Regions from separate parts of the Gossypium arboreum genome. Here region 1 is linked to region 2. A link is a contact called in public Hi-C data. All regions are on one chromosome and are shown on one strand. The core of a region is the stretch at or near the end of the contact, and the rest is flanking DNA. Distances in the headings are between cores, read along the strand shown. Region 1 holds the start of LOC108473617 (cysteine proteinase mucunain-like). Region 2 holds the start of LOC108474073 (SUMO-conjugating enzyme SCE1).

Region 1 (2,700 bases), core at 46-2,545, 520 kb after region 2:
AGTAAGCGGGAAGGTTCAGTTTTTGTTGTTTGTTAATTCTACCTAAGAGGGTAGGCAGAGTGAGGTTCGTTGGCTGTTTTTTTGGTATGGCATTGGCCGTTAGTTTTGCTCTGAACCTACCAGGGTTTTGTCGATTCCCGTATTAAATGCGCAGCTTGAAAGCCCATAACTCGATAACCTAAAATATCTCTTAAATGTACCTTCACCAAATATGCCAATGCCAATTAGAGTGAAATCCCATGAGTCGAAATTTCCCGCCCCTTTAGGAAGTGAATGTATGAGACGAGATAGATTGCGGCTTGGAAAGGTAATTTGTAGATTATATCTTGAAACCAAAAGAAAAGAAATCTCACAGTGAGTAAATGATTCTCTCGGGATGCTCACATGGAGTGAGTGGCGATATCCATATTCAGATAATTTATATAAAAAAAAAGCAAGTTGGGATATTTCAAAGGGGTTGCACTGAATTTCATAAGCTGAGAAAAAGGAACAATAAAGCATGTTACCCAAGTGCAGTCTTATGATCAACCGCTACCAAACAAATACTATAATATACCAAACAACTACTATAATAGAGCATATCATGTATTTTGCAACTTGCTATACTCTCTTCCTAACATGCAATCAGATTTTTTATATAAATAAAATAAAATTTTGTGGATTCTATATTTTTTAGCATTGAAAAAGATGTTAATAAACTTACGATAAATTTAAAAATAAAATAATCTGAACTAATAACAAAATTTGAATTTAAATACTTATTAAGGATTTCATTTAAAATTAATCCATAATAATAAAATCCATTAATTTAAATTTAGAGACAAAGGTAATATAAGATTTAACAACTTAGCTATAGGGGCAATAATTTACCTTTGGTGCCGCCCCGCTTTATCCAAGTTCATATAGACTCGGCTGGCCTTTTCATCTTTCTATTACTTTAGTGATGTTAAATCTTAGGTTCAATTCTGCCTTCAGTCCCTCTACTCTATGAACTTTTAAAATTTATTTTTCAAATGTTTTTTTTACTAAATAATTCCAAGATTTTAATTTAATACTTATTCTATTTAAAATTGAATCAGTTTTTAGGTAAAATTTCAAAGGTCTAATTCCAATTGAAGTATAATTGGACCTACAATCGTATTAGTGTAATTTATAATGCAGAGAGATAGATGTAGTGAGTGGCAATTGCATCAGCATGTCAGAAGTGTCTTCGCCCTTCTACTCCCATAACTAAGCATGAGTTCGGTTCGGCCCCCCAATTAGACCCCAAACATTTATTTAATTATTGCACCGTCATGCTTTTAACATTTACCATTTCCATTTTTCTATATAAACCCCGTACCTCTCTCTTTTCTCTTCTCCAAACCACTCCCTCCAATAACCATAACAACCCTTGTCATTTCTCCCATGGCAACCACAGTAACACCCATTTCCACCCTCTTTTTCCTCTTCTTCACCTTATCCTGGGCAACCAGCTTCAGCCAAAATCACTGGAGGAGCGATGATGAAGTGATGAGCTTGTACCAAGCTTGGCTCATTAAACATGGCAAACAATACAACGGTATAGGGGAGGAAGAAAACCGGTTCGATATCTTTAAGGATAACTTGAAATTTATCGACCAACATAACTCCAAAAACACCACATACAAACTTGGGTTGAACAAGTTCGCTGATTTAACTAACCAGGAGTACCGTTCCATGTTTTTGGGTACAAAGAGTGACCCTAAACGTCGAGTCATGAAGTCCAAAAACCCCAGCCAACGCTATGCTTCCCGCGCCGGCGACAGGTTGCCGGAATCTTTTGACTGGAGAGATCATGGAGCCGTTACTCCAGTGAAGGATCAAGGGCGTTGCGGTGAGCTGTTTTCTTTTTTCATTTCAACTTCAAATTAATTTCTTTTTAAATATCAAGCTTACCCGCTCTGTATCGTTCACTTGACCAGGAAGTTGCTGGGCATTTTCAACGATTGCAGCTGTTGAAGGCATAAATAAAATCGCCACCGGCGAACTAATCTCTTTGTCAGAGCAAGAGCTAGTAGATTGTGACCGATCCTACGACGCTGGTTGCGATGGAGGCCTAATGGATTATGCCTTCCAATTCATTATTGACAACGGTGGCATTGACTCTGAACAAGACTATCCTTACCTTGGTGCTGATAATAACCAATGCGATCCAACGAGGGTCAGTTTCGAAAGCTTAATTCTATGACACTATATCTTGTAGTTTATTTGTTTTCGACGTTTGGAGATTGATGCCCTGTTTTTTTCTTTTTGGGATTTGTAACAGAAGAATGCTAAGGTTGTCAGCATTGATGGGTACGAGGATGTTGTTCAATATGATGAGAAGGCATTGAAGAAGGCTGTATCACATCAACCTGTGAGTGTCGCCATTGAAGCTAGTGGCAGAGCTTTCCAACTCTACGAATCGGTAAGCTTGACCTGTTCTGCTTCTCCTTCAAGCCATCCAATAAGTTGATTCGAATTTAAATCCCGTTTATAACTCAGTTGTCAAATGTTTAGGGAGTTTTCAGCGGTGAATGCGGGTCAGCATTAGACCACGGCGTGATTGTCATCGGATATGGCATGGATGAGAACGGTCAGGAATATTGGACAGTGAGGAACTCATGGGGCAGCGGTTGGGGTGAAGATGGATACATAAGGATGGAGCGTAACGTTGATGACCGTGCTGGCAAGTGTGGC
Region 2 (2,700 bases), core at 197-2,696:
GAACTCCTGAAACAGAAAGGAAGGAGAAATGTAAGAATAGCTGAGATACTCATAACAGCTTTAGACAAGAGGGAAGTGCAGAGGAATTAAAACTGATAGCAATTAGTTTAAAGCACCTTATGATAACAGAACTCTTGTCTAGGGGCCACGAATGCCACATAACCATTCTATAACCCATTAAAATAAGGATAACAGTACCAAGTTGTGAGAATCTGAGAAACAACTAATATATTGCCAGGCTTCCAGTCCACAAGTCCTTGTTCACAACATGATTGATAAAATCATGTAAAGCTGACTAGTATAAAAAATCTACATACTGTAACATACTGACCATCAATAGATGATTGTTTAAATATAACGAAAACTTACTTTATAAAAGCCTAAAATCCATTATTCCTTCCCCTTTTTATGTACCCAAAAGAAAAAGAAAAACCATATTAAATTGTCAGCACACAGACTTCAATATCCATCCATGTTTACTATCAATCACCATTTTCCTAAAATTCTCGAGAAAAAATAAAAAAGAAAATAACATATGATGTAACCCACAAATATATGAAAAACTTGTTTAGGCTCGGCATTCTGAATGCGAGCTAGTCATACAAACCACGCATATACCATATGCACCATAATAGAAAGAAATATTCCTATTATCCTATATGGAAAGCACAGCACTCAATTTAATCCAGAATTATCAATATCTTTGCTAGTCCATGTTTTAACCCAATAAAATCACATAAAACTTGGGTTCATTTACATCAATCAGCAGCGCCCTCTCTCTTTAAAGGAAAAAAAACCTCTCTAAGGCCAAAATGAAGAAACGAACCCTAAAATCTTAAAATCTATAAACAGCACAACAGCATCCACGTCCAAAGAAATAAGAGAAAATAATTGACGAACCAAACTCAACAAGCAGAATACATTAAACTTTACCGACGATAATGAAAAAGAAAAATACAGAAATTAAATAGAAGTTCTTCGACTTACTCCTGCTTTACCAGGGATCGTGCAATGCCACACCATCAAATTGACCGTTCCATCAGGCAACGTCTCTGGTTTCGCAACAAAACCCTAAAATTTCAACAACAAAAAAATCAAACAAATAAAAAAAAATTAAAACATGAAACCCAGAAAAAAAGAAACAAGAGCAGGGAAACAAACTCCACGGACATGGGGATGGTTCTTCCTCCATGCCTTACGTTCCTCGGCGAGTCGACCACGCGCTATTCCTCCCGACATCTCTCTCTCTCTCTCTCTTTTTCTCTGTGTCTTGTCTTTCAGATTCCGGCCTTCTCTTTCTCTCTCTAAAACCCTCACCCAAATGTTCTTTCTTCCCCTTTCTTAAATAATTGTTTTTTTTTGGTTTAATTTTAATAATAAAGAATATTATATTAAAAAAAAAAGGGCGTTGATGGAATCGACTTTTCCATTTTCAATTTCTCTTGGTCGTCTAAAATAAAAAGAAAATAATAAAATATTAATTATTTTGGTCTTCCGGTTGTGCCCTTGATGAAGAGAGGAGTCGTTGCGCCGAGTTGACCAAGAGAGAAACGTGCGGTTAAGATTTGATCTGGTGGGGGTGGGTCCCAATCCCAAGGGGTACCTTCGTTGCTTTTAGATATATGTATATTTAGGTTGGATTAATTAATCTTTGGCTTTAAAAAGTTTAAATACAAAAAAGTCAATGAATTAGCTGTTGTATTATATTCCGGCGTGAAATCCACGCCACTATACTCCTCGCCAGTCACGTGCCTTCTTTTATTGGGCCACGCATAGAGCTTGAGCCCATTATTGGATCCATTAAAGCCCGAGGTTGTTTCAAATTTCAATTGCCAACCACTTAATTGGTTGACCAAATTCCAAGATGGTAGTGTTATGATTATCAACAACCTCATTTAATTATTAAAAATGTTTTAATCTTTACTTGCTTGTTAAACGCAAATAGCCTTTTTTTTTAGGATTATATATATTTAACTCTCATTTAATCTGAAAAAGCTTTCTATTTGTAGTTGCTCCAATTTAATATTTAAATTATTGTTATAACAAAGCAGCTTATGACAAAGTGAAGTAATAAGCAAAGTATGAGAGAATAAAGATCAACTTCGGATTCATTAATTCTACTTTGTAAAGCCTTGCTCAGGGAACGGTTATATATACTAATTAAATTGAATTACCTATTGACTTAAAACCAATTTACTCTTATAACAATAGATAATTGCAGCTCAATATTGAATCTAACTTTTACAATCATTCTTCCAAATTATCCTCAAATGCAAAATCTTGAAAACTCTTTAAGTAATACTTCAATCAAAATAGTAAAAGAATACACAATAAAGCAATCGAAAAAGACACTCTAAAAACTATGTCACAATGTGCGACTAACCTACTTATTTATACTTCTTCGAGAGTCATTCTAGTCAAAATCAGATAAGATTTTATCTTCAATTTAATAGTTGATTTTAACAAATAGCTTATTTTGAGTCCCATAAAACTCTTCATAGTACAACTTCTCAATAGCTTCAAACTTTCTTAAAGTATAATGATAAAGTCTTTCAACAAATAAAATTGTAACACCCTAAATCTATCTCTATTATCGGATTATAGTTATGGAGCATTACGGTACAATAGCAGAACCTTTAATTTCAAAAAAAAAGTAATTATTCAATTTATGTATAAATTCCAACATCTCATCTTAATCGT

What was found. A called contact is a pair of places that touch in the nucleus more often than the background predicts.
Region 1: a contact with region 2 is called in a Hi-C map of leaf, with 2.6 times the contacts expected there. The contact joins the promoter of LOC108473617 here to the promoter of LOC108474073 in region 2. A contact is called at or near these places in 2 of 5 Hi-C or Micro-C datasets (both in leaf).

The regions. Positions count from the first base shown.
Region 1 is chr11:37,019,356-37,022,055 of ASM2569848v2, forward strand. It overlaps LOC108473617 (cysteine proteinase mucunain-like), which reads left to right and starts at 1,296. Exons shown (of 4, transcript XM_017775289.2): 1 at 1,296-1,855; 2 at 1,944-2,182; 3 at 2,288-2,428; 4 at 2,521-2,700. The coding sequence starts at 1,408.
Region 2 is chr11:36,499,005-36,501,704 of ASM2569848v2, forward strand. It overlaps LOC108474073 (SUMO-conjugating enzyme SCE1), which reads right to left and starts at 1,447. Exons shown (of 5, transcript XM_017775966.2): 1 at 1,171-1,447; 2 at 988-1,071. The coding sequence starts at 1,239.